2 separate regions of the Mus musculus genome follow, and region 2 is linked to region 1. A link is a contact called in public HiChIP or PLAC-seq data. All regions are on one chromosome and are shown on one strand. The core of a region is the stretch at or near the end of the contact, and the rest is flanking DNA. Distances in the headings are between cores, read along the strand shown. Region 1 holds the start of Dhx35 (DEAH (Asp-Glu-Ala-His) box polypeptide 35). Region 2 holds the start of Plcg1 (phospholipase C, gamma 1).

Region 1 (6,963 bases), core at 918-3,417:
GAACTACTTTTATTCATTATGCTAGTCTCACCCTGTAGCCCATGCTGGCCTGGATCTCATTATGTAGCCCCAACCTGGCCATAAACTCTTGGGGATCCTCCTGCCTTAGCTTTCCCAGTGCTAGGGTTACAGGTGCAAGTCACCACGCCTGCTGCACGAAGCATTTCTACTGACCTGATATTGGTTTTCTACCACTTGCATCCATAATGTCTACAAAGGCATTTTTCTTTCTTTCTTGTTTTAGTTTTTTTGAGACAGGGTTTCTCTGTATAGCCCTGGCTGTCCTGGAACTCACTCTGTAGATCAGGCTGGCCTCGAACTCAGAAATCCACCATCCTCTGCCTCCCAAGTGCTGGGATTAGAGGCGTGCACCACTACCGCCTGGCTACAAAGGCGTTTTTCATGTATAAATGTTATTTTCTATATGAAGGACTTTAATGAAAATATAAAAAAATACACCTACATGTAGGCAAAATCATATACATAAAATTATTTTAAAAAAGGAATTCCCAGCATAAAAAGAGAGGCAGATTAACTTTAGTTCAATTGCACAAGTCTTAGGGTAAAATCGGCTTGCAAGTCCTACTCTACAGGGGGAATGTTTGATAGTGGAAGGAGAGAGGTCTTGGAGCTGCTCCTTCAAGGATCTAAAGCAGGGGTGAAGCATTCTCCACAGAAGGATTAGCATGTGCTGAACTTCATTTAATTATTAAGGAAACAAATCAAATCTAGAAACGAACGTGACATAAACTCAGATTTTGCTCGTGTGGTATATTTGCCCTGGCAGTTGAGCTAATGAGAGCCGATTCCGACCTAGTGCCTGCAGTGTCTTGCACTGTGTTAGGTCCTCTGCCCCTCATCTCCTTTAACACTTCTTTAAAGCTCAGTTTACAACTGAGCTTAAATGTCAGCCAGGTGATGGGCAAGCTAAGGATTCTGAATCAGGGTTACTTGTTTCCAACGCTTTCCGTAATTTGCCATTTCCCTCAAAGAATGAAGCATTTTCTTTTGGAGCTCTAAAAATGTATAGATTTTAAAGCCTCTTAATTTGTGGCTTCCTTGAGCCCAGCACAACTGTTCCATCCAGTAGAGGATGGAAACAGATGCAGAGACCCACAGCCAAATATTAAATGGAGCTTGAGGATGGGGGTGGGAGTGGGGGAGGAGTGTGTGGAAGAGTTGGGGGAAGGACTGAGGGCCCAGAAGAGGACAGGGCCTCCAAAGGAAGACCACCAGAGTCAACTAACCTGGACCCTTGGGGGCTCTCAGGGACTGAACTACCAACCAAAGAGCGAGCATGGGCTGTATCTGATGCAGAGTCCCCCAACAACTGGAGCAGGGGCTATCCCCGAGTCTGTTGCCTGCCTGCAGAGCCCATTCCCCTAACTGGGCTGACTTGTCTTGTCTTAGTGGGAGAGGATGCACCTAGTCCTGCAATGACTTGATGTGCGGGAGGTGGGGGTGGGGGATGGGGAGGTAGAAAAAGAGCATTTGATTTATAAACGGTTGCCTTGGAGGGAACACTGGGTGAATGCACTGGCCTCACTGATCTGATTTCTAGTCTCATCTTCCGGCCCAATGTGCTCCTGCGTTCCCACTTTGCGACATTTCTCTGAAGACCACAAGTTGCCTGTATCATTTCGGCTTTACTTGCTGATAATAAGCATCATTCTGTTTATCCAGCGTTTATTCATTTACAGTTTACCCAGCCCCACCCTCGCCTGGGAAACAAGAAGCTACAGTTCCAGGGAACACAGCAGCATTAACTGAATCATCAGACGCAGGAGGTCGTTACCGCTATTATCTCTCAGTATGAAAATAGGAGACTAAAAGAGACGCAGCTGCGATAGCATGTAAACACGAGCATCTCTCAGTTCACCGGGGAAACCCAGCCTCTGCTCACACTCTTAACGCTGGTGAGTGACAGCCTGGGAACACAGCAGCGCATTCCTAGAAGTTAGTGGCAACCCAGAGTGTCCAAGCAGGGTAGAGCAGCCAATCCGAGAGACAATATGGCCGCGCGGCATCACGTGGGCCAAGGAGAGGCCCTCAAAGGCAAGCCAAAGCGAGCTGCGATCACGTGATCCATAGTGGGGGGGGGGGGTGTTGCCGGAAGGCGTGGCTTCTTTTCGCTCTACCCGCCCCCCGCAGCCCCCGCGGAGGCTGCTGGCGGGCCACGCCCCTTGAGCCCGGAGGGACTCGCGCGGGTCTAGAGGGGCGGAGTCTTCTTCGTGACCTTTCACCCCAGCATGGCTGCGCCCTTGGGACCAGTGAAATTCTGGAAACCGGGTAAGGCAGGGCAGGGAGCCTGGGTAGATGCCCGGACATGACTTTCGGCCTGGGGACCCACCCGTGGGCCTGACCGGGGGAGGGCTGGGCACCACTCCTCCGCGCGCAAGGATGCTGCAGCCCACGGTGGTCCGGAGGAAGTCAAAGGCCTCCCTAAGCTGGGCGGAAACTCTGGGTGACCTTGTTGGAGTTTCTTAGCCTCCTCGGCACCTCTTGAGATGTAGAGTCCTGAAGCGCCCGTGTGTATCTTGCTGAAGTCCTGGGGCAGCATTGGGGCTCGAGAGGCAGTGCAGCTCAGTGGCTTAGAAGCTTGGGTTATGGAGTCAGAGCGCCCAGGTTCAAGGCTGCCTCTCTGCCTTGCATCAGTAGATGGAGAACCTTGAACTCTGCCCCCATCCCTCAGAACATCGCTCCCCTCACCTGGGAAGTGGGCGGAATACGAACACCTGTCCCGTGGGCGTGGAGTAGGGGGAGTACGTAGTCCGACTTAATGGCTCATAAAAGAGAAAATGTATTCCAGTGTTTTAGGGTAGGTCTTGCCCACTCTGAATGTTTACCACAAAGTGAACGCCCTCCTTCCTAGTGGCTGTCACTTTTCCTGTTTTGTAGGCTAACAAGTCACCATCTTTTGTTTTTGCATTTTCTCAGGTCGGGTTCTTGTTGAAATACCAGACCATGATCTGTGTAGGATGCGCCTTTTGTTCACGCTTTTCTTATAAACTAAACCAAACCAAGCTAAACCAAAACACTGTTTCTTAACTGGTACCAGCCTCTGCCCTTACTTTTTTACACATTTTCTTTTTTTCTCCTCTACCTGCACTCCAGAAGATCTGGGTGTATACATTATATTGTGATGATGATAGTTTGAGACAGAAAAGGCAACAAGGGACAGCTTTTAAAGAGTGTTTTAGATGCTCCCTGGAAATCTGACCATGTGCCTAAGTGTTAGAGAAATAAACTCATGAAGGTGACACATAATTATTTTTTTTTTTTTAAATCTGAACTGGATATGGTAGTCCATGGCTGTAATCCCAACACTTGGGAGGCAGAGGCAGGAGGATCTCTTGAATTTGAGGCCAGTCTGGTGTATATTCCAGGACAGCCAGGGTCACAAAGACATACCCTGACTCTCTCGTTTGTCACTTTCATGACTCAGCATTTTCAGGCATCAGCTGATTGTCCACCCCAGTAAGTAATGAGTTACCAACTTATTCAAGAGTTAACCAGCAGACCAAAGAGTTAAGTCTAATAGAGGCTTGGATAAATTGCCAAAACTCAGACCCGGGTACCATTTTGGTTAAAGAACCTGGAACTGTTCTGAACTGTTCTACAAGTCTGTCCCATTGTTTAGTCCATTACTGTATCGAGAGTACACTTCTGTCGTCAGTCAGGTCGTGAACACGTACATGCCTGGGCTCAGCTCTCAAGGTGTGCTCTCCAAGTTACGTGTCCATGAGAAGAATGCTAAGCAAGGCAGAGGGGTGCTGTAAGGAAGATGGCCTCAAGTACTGGACTGCAGTGCCTTCCCTGCCTGGGTGACTTGCAGAGCCACACAAGTGCTCCAAGTCTCTGCTTCCTTATCGGTCATTTGTCATAATAGGATTGCTGTGAGGATTAAATGAGACAATGCACAAAACACCCGTGGTGCTAGGTACACAGCTATTATAATTGTATTAAGGTATAGGAGAGGGAGGGAAAGTGCAGTGTGAAGAATTGGCTGCGTCGTAGAGATGGTAATGGTTTTGGAGCGAACACTGAGCGCTGAAACAAGTTTGTTATGGCTTGTTTATGGTGAGGTAGAGAATGGCTCTCCAGGCCATTGAAAGGATTTGTGTATTAAGGATGTCCCCAAACCCCCAGTATGGAGTACTGTGATGGTATATGTGGGTATATTTGGGGTGTGGCAGGAGATGGTGCTGGAAAGGTAGGAAGGGACTTCATCTTGAAATGTCTTTCAAGAGTTAAAGAATCTGAGCTTCTGGGCCAGTGAGATGGCTCAGAGGCAAGGGTGCTCTCTGTGAGAGCCTTAGGGCACCAGCTTGATCCTCATAAGTCATGTAATGGTGGATAGAGCGACTCCACAAAATTGTCCTTTGATCTCCATACATGTGCTTGCTCGCTCTCTCTCTCTCTCTCTCTCTCTCTCTCTCTCACACACACACACACACACTCACTACAGGTAAATTTAAAAAAAAAGGTTTCCCTGCTTTAACCCCAGCAGTGATATGGTTAAGAAGGCTACTCTAAGAGAGGTTGCTACTAAAATCCAGGATGGATGTTGAACCTCAGGTCTAGCCTGGGAGCTGACAGGAGGGGCCCGTTAGATACCTTAGAGGTAAAGAGAAGAGAAAGTAAAGACAGTGATAATCTTGTGTTCTGGACAGGGTGACTGCCTAGTTCAGTGGGGCCTTGATGGGGTGATGGCCTAGGTAAGTGGGTTTCAAATTTTGCTGTATTGTTGAATCACTTGGAAAATTTAAAAAAAAAAATCAATCCTTTTGTTATTATTGTCAAAAAATCAGGAACTAGGTAGCAGTATTTTTAAACATTTGGGGGGCTTCTAGCATGCCTCAAAGTTGGGGATCCACTTTTTGGGGCCCAGGTATACAGCTTTCATTCACTGAGATTTGAGTAGCTCCAGTGAGTCCGGAACCCTGGGAATTCACTTTCACTTACAGCATCTTATCAGCTCGTAATAACATCTCTGTGATGAGTTGGTATTCTCACAGAGGAGCAAAAAGTTCCAGATGAAATGGGTTGTGGGAAATGCAGGTCAGGGAGGTGGTTGGAGCTAAGTGTAAGGTCAGATCTTGGAATCACAGGCATGTCCTGATAACTACAGGGGCCTTTTAGGCAAACTGCATAAGGAAGGTGTGTAATGGACTAATATGTGGTGGACTGAGGGTTGTGTATACTGGAGAGACGTATACACTGGAACTTCCATATGCATTACCACACTCAGCTTGACTGTTGTTGTATGGGCTCAGAGTTGTTGATTTTTTTTTTTAAGACAGGGTCTTCCTCTTAGCCTAGGCAGGCTCTAACCTTGTGATCCTCCTGTGGTAGGCTTCTGAGTAGCTGGGATTACAGACCCTTGGCCAAACTTGGCTCTCAAATGGGAAAAATTTGATTGATGTTTTAAATGAAATATTTTTCTTGGGTCTGGAGAGATGGCTCAGTGGTTAAGAGCACTGACTGCTCTTCCAGGGGTCCTGAGTTCAACTCCCAGCAACCACACGGTGGTTAACAACCATCTGTAATGGGATCCGACGTCCTCTTCTGGTGTGACTGCAGCTACAGTGTACTCATACACATAAAATACATAAATCTTTAAAAACAAAACAAAAAAAGAAATATTTTTCTTAAAGATTTATTTATTTACTTATTTATTTATCTGGTTATGAGCCATCATTTGGTTGCTGGGAATTGAACTCAGGTCCTCTGGAAGAGAAGTCAGTTCTCTTAATCACTGAGCCATCTCTCTAGCCCTCCCTTTTTAAAATAATTATTTACTTACTTTATGTATATGAGTACACTGTAGTTATCTTCAGAAGAGGGAATCAGATCCTGTTACATGGTTGAGAGCCACCATGTGTTACTGGGAATTGAACTCAGGACCTCTGGAAGAGCAGACAGTGCTCTTAACCCATGAGCCATCTCTCCAGCCTGACATATTTTTCTGAGTGTAGTGGTACATGCCTGTATTTCCAACACTTGGGAGGCCTGAGGCAGGAGAATTGAAAGCTCAAGGTTAGCCTGGAATTTGTAGTGAATTTCAGGCTATCCTGAGGTACACAGCAAGACCCGGTCTACTAAGACCAAACTGACAAGAACCATCTCCCCATCACAAGTCAACAAGACAGTAACCACTTAAAACTGTTTAGTCATAGTGTAAATGGAGAGCTTAAATGACTGGTTTGTGATCTCTAACTTAGTAGTGTGGTATACTGGTCTTGTGTGTTCTGCCTGAGGTTTTCCCAGAAAAGAATGTTCACTTTATTCTCTGACACACATGGGTCAGAGGGGCCTGTCCCTTTTCATTTTCTCACTCAGTAAGTATTTAATGGTGGCTGTCCTTGTGCCTTGCAAAAGCTTTATTGAGCTGCTTGAGGATTTTTCCCCCACTTGATTCATGGTAAGAATTGTGCTGTAGGGCTGGAGAGATGGCTCAGTGGTCAGAGCACTTGGTGTTCTTGCAGAGAACCCACAGTTAGTTCCCAGCATCCATGCTGGAAGGGATTCTGAGTTGGGTGCTCTTATCAGCCGTGTTTTACAGATGGGTAAATGAAAGCATTAATGGTTTTCGAGAATTGCAAAAATGCTACTTCCTTAAGCATGGCACACACTCCCAATTTAAAACCTGCCACAAACAGAGTGGGCTGTGGGGCGGGTAAGCAGCCTGGGGTTCCGTGTGTGTGTGTGTGTGTGTGTGTGTGTGTGTGTGTGTGTGTGTGTGTGTCTGAATGGAGTCTTTTGTAAGGAGAAGAAAAGCTCGGGTATGTGTACAGCAGCTGTTCTTGTTAAAGTCCTAACAGCTGTAGGTTAGAGACAGGAGCGCCCCAGGAGGGCTGGGAACCAGTGTGTGGGAGGATGCAGACCTCCCAGGAACAGTGTTCACGTACTCAGACATAATGGCATGGTTTAATGGTTTGAGAAGAGGGGTATTCTGAACAA
Region 2 (6,598 bases), core at 2,423-4,922, 1.9 Mb after region 1:
ATGTCTCAATTCTTGGGAGGCTGGGGAGGCCTCAAGTTTAAGGCCAGCCTGGGTTCTACAAGCAAGACCATACCTGAAGAAAAATGCAGTGAACATAGCAGCGTACCTGCTTCCTGTTCAAGGAAAGACTTGTCATCACTTCTGGAAGAAGTGTAAATAGAAATCCATCTGCCAGTCCGTCAGCTCACAAAGAGCCAGGAGGCTGAGGATGAACGTTTTGCAGAACAATGAACATCCATTCCAGGATAGCACTGCACAACACAGTTCCCTGGAAGTTGTCTGAGGCTGTTCGCACTCCCATCTCCTTCCTGTTGCTTCCACAATGCTGACCTTAGGGCTGCTCCCTAAAAAGTATTCTACCCACTAACCTATCAGAGACAGCACCCTAAAACAAATTCCGACCTAGCCGGGAAGCACAGTAGCTCACATTTTTAATCCCAGCAAGGCTGAGTTGCTGAGTCAGGAGAATAGCTAAACTCAAGATGAGCCTGGCTTTGACAAACTTGTACAAAATAACTAAAAACAGAAAACAGAGAAAGTGAGGTAGTTCTGTGGGTAAAGGTACTTGCTGTTAAACCTGATGGCCCGAATTCTATCTCTAGGACCCACATGGTAACTGTAAATAAAGAAGCTCACTTAGGATACCCAAGATATAAGATACAATTTGCTAAACGCATGAAATTCAAGAAGAACGAAGACCAAAGTGTGGACACTTTGCCCCTTCTTAGAAATGGGAACAAAACACTCATGGAAGGAGTTACAGAGACAAAATTTGGAGCTGCGACGAAAGGATGGACCATCTAGTGATTGCCATATGCAGGGACCCATCCCATAATCAGCTTCCAAACGTTGACACCATTGCATACACTAGCAAGATTTTGCTGAAAGGACCCAGATATAGCTGTCTCTTGTGAGACTATGCCGGGGCCTAGCAAACACAGAAGTGGATGATCACAGTCAGCTATTGGATGGATCACACGGCCCCCAATGGAGGAGCTAGAGAAAGTACCCAAGGAGCTAAAGGGATCTGCAACCCTATAGGTGGAACAACAATATGAACTAACCAGTACCCCGGAGCTCTTGTCTCTAGCTGCATATGTATCAAAAGATGGCCTAGTCAGCCATCACTGCAAAGAGAGGCCCATTGGACTTGCAAACTTTATATGCCCCAGTACAGGGGAACCCCAGGGCCAAAAAGGGGGAGTGGGTGTGTAGGGGATTGGGGGGTGGGTATGGGGGACTTTTGGGATAGCATTGAAAATGTAAACGAGGAAAATACCTAATAAAAAATAAATTAAAAAAAAGAAGAAGCTCACAATATGCTTACCACTGTTCTAAGTAGTTATTAAACGCAATATGAGATCAGGCCCACAGGCCAGAGGGGCAGCTGGGCAGTCTTTCCTTGACTCCAGGAACAGGCTTGGTATAAGCTAAGGTTGAAGCATGAGTGTTGCCTGAAATAAGCCCCAATCTGGGCTAGTCGGGGTGACGTCACAGGCAAGTGCCTTGTGTGGGGGCTAGAGCACCTCCCAGACAGCACAAATGTATATACATTACCAGTGACACCTACACATCCTTATATATGCTGAGCTGGGGGAAGCCCATACTGGCTACACCCTGTGTGTGCCCTACTTTTCCCAAACTTCCTTGGGTAGAAGGAGACACCTAAGGCCTAGGAAGCTAGGAAGAGGAAATGAGGCCCTGTTTCCCAATTATAGGCCTGGCAAACAAATTGCTGTTGGAAGAAAATCATGGAGCCCCTGGGGGTGGGGGTGGGGTCTTGTTACAGACACAAAAGCAAAAAAGGTTTGGGCTGAACACAAGGAAGCTCCCAGAAAATAGAATTTTAAAGCATACTGTAGCCTCTAGGCTGCTGGAGTTGGCACAGAAAGCTCAACAACGATTACAACATTTTAAGAGGGTGTCTCCTGAGAGAACCGGCCAGACCAGGCAGGCAGGGAAAGGCCCTGTTCAGCTCCATCTGCCCTCTCTGTCTAATCATCCTGGCTGGCCATTCCCCTCCACTGAGTAAAAACCCCAGGGCCTTTGCACATGCTGTTATTCATACCTGGAAAGTACTTTCCTCCAGCCTTCCCTTCAAAATACATATGTCCATCTCTTTACACCATTTGGCCTCTCTTGAAGTCCTACAGACATAAGACACAGCTCCTCTTACTTAATGATTGGCCAGCTAGCCAATGGCCACCAGGATTACCTCTCACCCAGTGGGCTCTCTTGTGGAACACAGACACTCAGCTTCCCACTTATTACATAGCCTGACTTCAAGTCACGGGGCTCTGAAACCTTGATTAGAAGATAATTAGGATCATGAGTTGTGCAAGCCAACCTCAAGTCCAGTTTCCGCCTACATCAGAGGCCTGTCACTAGGTGGCAGTCAGTCTATCTCAACTCCCCAGTCCCTCAGGACAAAGTTCCTCAGTGGTATACAGAATTCGGACGTTCTTGAGACCACCCTCAAGGGAAATAGCGCATCTGTCACTATTTGCCTGGCAAAGCGAAGGTGGCCCAGGTGGGTGGGTTGTCCAAACCCATACATCACAAATTCTAGTCTCAGGAATCCCAGGGGAGCTTTCCTGCAAGGGGATGTTGTGTGGGACTTCTCACCTCTGAAATGCAGATGCTGTCCAGAGCTGCAGGGTAGCTGTCCAACTAACTGTCTGCTCATCATTGGCCAGACGGCAGGATCAAGGGATGCCCTCGGGTTTACCCGTGCTGTTCAGAGAACGGCTTTTGGAAGATTGATTTTAAGTTATTTAACAGTCACAGACAGGTGTCATGTCTGGAGAATAGAGGCAAAGTCCGCGGTGAGGGATGAAGCAGGAGAGATAGGGGAAGGCAAGACAGGACTGCTGGGCCACGAAGCTGTGCTGATTTGAAGCACAGTGGGAATTCACGTACGCAATTTCAAAGGCTTTAGTGGTAAATTCTGAAGCTCAGATGCAGGCAAGACCCAAGAGGATAGTGTACACAGAGAGAAGAGGGGTCCTCAGGATCGTGCGTAGAGTGGAGAGAGCCCCAAAGGCAGGAGGGAAGAGCCTCAGTGGATTACTTAGGGATGAGGGAGAGAAGAAAAAAGGTTCTTGCAAGGTGTGGGGTCTTCCAAATTCAGGAGTTCACTGCCATATAGAGAAGGTGTAGCGGGTGAAAGGGGCCATGTGATGAGGATGGCAAGCAAGGCTGTGGCGCAGATGACGAGATGCCTGGGTCGGGAGGTCAGGGGAGACCCAGGATTGGGGTCACCTGTGTCTGCGCAGAGGGGAAGCCACCCTGCAACTGGCCCAGCACTGAGTCCAGAGGAAAATGAGGCAGAGGACAAACCAGAGCTTCGGAGACTAAGTGCAGGTAGGGCGCGGGCGGAGCGTGAGGAGGGCAGCGGACCACGCGAGAGGCCTCGAAGGCCACCGGACCCGCGTCCGAGAGTCTGAGGGCCCTGCCCACACCTGCGTGGCCCCCTCCCCAGAGGCCACACTCCAAGGCCACCCTAGAACCCGTCTGTCTGCTCAAGCCCTTGCAAAAGACGTCTGCGCAGAGGGGGCGTGGCAGGCGTGCTGTCACTCACGGCCTGTTAGCCAATCCACGAGTGCGCCCCTCCCCGGAGAGGGTGCGCGGAGGGCCCGCCCCCGCCGCCACCGCGGGTGTGAGGAGGCCAGGCTGGCGCGGCTCCCTCCGCCCGGCAGCCTTGCCAGGTAACCGGGTTCGGCGGGAGGGCTGGGGGTCGCGCAGCCCCCTCGCTCCCTGGGAGGCGTGCACACTGCCGCGGCGGGTCCCGTGTGGGCCGGAGGCCCGTGCGCGCGTCGGACCGACGGGCCGCAGCCTGTGGGCGGGGTTGCGTGCGTGACGGGCGGCCGTGCCCCGCGTTGTGTCAGGCCTGCGCGGGGAAAGCTCGGCCGAACCGAGGTGTCCAGGTCCGCCCGCTGCGGCCTGCCCCGGGTTGCGGGGCGCAGGCGCGGCGGTGGGCGGGGGTCGTCCCCAGGAGCGTCTTTGTTCCCGGCGCGCTGAGGGCGGAGCCTCACCCCGCCCCGCCCCCGCGCTCAGTCCCCGCCCCGCGTCCGCCCGCAGGAGCTGCCACCGGGTCCCGCTCGCCTCCCCGGCCGCCGCCACCGCCTCCGCCTCCGCCGCTCCGGGCCCGCCGGCTTGCGTCGCCGAGGTCGCTGCAGCATGGCGGGCGTCGCGACCCCCTGCGCCAACGGCTGCGGGCCTGGCGCACCCTCCGAAGCCGAGGTGCTGCACCTCTGCCGCAGCCTCGAGGTGGGCACCGTCATGACTTTGTTCTACTCCAAGAAGTCGCAGCGGCCAGAACGGAAGACCTTCCAGGTCAAGTTGGAGACGCGCCAGATCACATGGAGCCGCGGCGCGGACAAAATCGAGGGGTCCAGTAAGTGCGCCCCACTCCGGCCTGCCTCGCGCCTGCCCGCCTCCCAAACACTTGGGCAAACTTTCGGGCCTCGCGCCTGGCGCCCCGTCTCCGCCCAGTCCCTGGTGGTCACTCTGGGGCGGGTGGAGGGGGGCATCCGGGTCTTGGATCACCTGATAGGACACCCCCTCCCCCAGTAGGGGGGGAGTGTTCCAGGCACTTTGCCCTGAGGCCTAAGAGTCCTCACTGGTTGGACAAGTGGAGTGGGATTCCGGCCCTTAGCATCGGGCGGCTGTCAGTGGCTGTGAGGGGAAGCCAAGACAGGGACCCCCTCATCCAACCTGAGAACCTGGGGAACCGACAAGATCTTCCTGCCCACTGCCATTTCTCCAGAGTGTGCTGTCTGTGAAAACTCCTAAGAGCTCCGGGATGGGCTTATTGGCGCAAGAACCTTTGGAATCCTCATGTAGAACTTAGGCAGATGTTGGGGTAGGGCTGGTTGTGGAGCAGAGCGGGCCTACTCATCTCCCTCTTCTTTGGGAGGATGGGGTATGAAAGCTAAAACCGTGACTGCTTCCCCCTCCCCATGTCCCGTGGATGGTTTTTTTTTTTTTTTTTTTTTTTGCCCCAGATCTGAATTTTGGAGGTCCATGGTGCTAGGCAGCCATCCAAAGCTAGAGCCAGGGCTCCTTTGCCCTTGCAGCATATAACAAGGAGCTTGCATTCAGAAAGGTTCCCTGGCCTTGGGTTTTGAGGTCCAGCCCTTTGTGTTGGATGTTCTCGTGACCACAGGGTAGCCCAGAGTTGCTCCTCTGGTTTCCTGTCGTAGCCTTCCCAGACCTGAGTGTGGTGGGTTTACACACAAGTCTCTGGTGGGAGAAGTAAGTCAGGAGTTTTGAGAAACCTCGGCTCTTTCTGATAGTCATTTTCCTCGGTGTGAGGCAGGATGAGGAGTCTTTGCAACTCCAGGCTTTGAGATGTTTCTTACAAGAACCCCCAAAGAGTCTATGGTTGAAGGGACCTAGCCTAAGAGCCAGGTCTGTGTTAGAGAAGGGGGGGTGGTGTCAGGAAGTAACAACGGAGAGAAGGTCCCACAGATCTTCCTGGGGATGGTGTACATGTGTGTCGATGGGTGAGGAGATGAGGAGGAAGGAAGGTTTCTGTGGTAAGACAGCCATCCTCAACTACAAACTTCAGGTCTGACAGAATTGGCCCTTAACCATCACCAGTGCCCATCAGCCCTGGCCTCCGCTGGAAGAACATTTCAGTGATTTTCAGTGTTGGGGGATGGAACTGCAGACAGTTCCGGTAGTCCTGAGACATCACTCAGACATCAGGTTGCAGGCATGGCATTTTACGTTTGTAGTATTTCCTGTGTTTAAGTGGTGGCATTAGTTCCCCGGTAGCTAGCTCTTGGTAACAGCTGCACTGTAAACCGTGTGTGTAGCCCAGTAGTGGAAGATAGCTATGGTATTTGAAGCCAGTGTGTTAGCTGTACGTCACCCAGCCAGGTGCTTTCCCTCTCGGAGCCTCGGTTCCTCTGTAAGTTAGAAGAAGTATATTTACTATAAATGGTCACTTTTGGAAGTGAGATAGTTGGTGTAAAGTAAGCAAACTAAATATGTAATAGATGCGAGCAGAGACGTTACAGAAGTTTAAGAACCAGTTATTAGTAGCAGTAGCTATGGTAGATGCTTGTCCTCCTAGACCCTGGGATGGGGCTTCTGAGGGAGGTCTAATGTGGCTGTTAGAAAAAGAAAGGGCTCTGAGGGAGGAGGGCCGAGAGAGGGTCCCGTTCTCCTTAATTCATTACCCAGGAAAAAAGAGGAAACTCTTGTTTTGCCGTACATCGTTTACCCTTCTGTTCACCTGTCATGTAAGATGAGTTTCTATGTTTGGAATTTTGTACATTGGATGTCATTGTGAGTTGGGGCCTGGACAGAAAGAAGGGACTTAGAGACAGAACCATCCAGTCCGTTTTGTCTCACTTGGGTCTTTGAGGATGGGTGGCAGGAATACAGAGGACGTCACCTTTCCAGACCCACAAAAGTCACCCAGAGATATGCATGTTTTCATTGGGCCCGACCCTGTGATTTTTGGGGTCCAGAATGAAGGCTGCAGACTAGCCTGTGTGGACTTCATACCTTGTAAATGGAGCCCACCACCGAAGCCCTGCCCCACTTCTGCTGGAATGCACCTCACTGCCTTTGTGGGTTCCCAAAC

The links. HiChIP or PLAC-seq counts read pairs in DNA pulled down with a chosen protein or histone mark.
Region 2: a contact with region 1 is called in an H3K27ac HiChIP or PLAC-seq map of embryonic stem cells, with 13 times the contacts expected there. The contact joins the promoter of Plcg1 here to the promoter of Dhx35 in region 1. A contact is called at or near these places in 13 of 39 promoter capture datasets (the 3T3-L1 cell line, 3T3-L1-derived adipocytes, cranial neural crest and 8 more), 1 of 484 Hi-C or Micro-C datasets (embryonic stem cells), 15 of 115 datasets of contacts at active chromatin or transcription factors (VIP interneurons, astrocytes, embryonic forebrain and 8 more) and 3 of 9 other capture datasets (adipose tissue, liver and macrophages).

What each region holds. Positions count from the first base shown.
Region 1 is chr2:158,792,640-158,799,602 of GRCm38.p6, forward strand. It overlaps Dhx35 (DEAH (Asp-Glu-Ala-His) box polypeptide 35), which reads left to right and starts at 2,168. Exons shown (of 22, transcript NM_001372513.1): 1 at 2,168-2,289. The coding sequence starts at 2,250.
Region 2 is chr2:160,727,638-160,734,235 of GRCm38.p6, forward strand. Plcg1 (phospholipase C, gamma 1) reads left to right here and starts at 3,673. Exons shown (of 34, transcript NM_021280.3): 1 at 3,673-3,707; 2 at 4,081-4,396. The coding sequence starts at 4,180. It overlaps Gm52567 (a long non-coding RNA gene), which reads right to left and starts at 3,110. Exons shown (of 2, transcript XR_003954082.1): 1 at 2,069-3,110.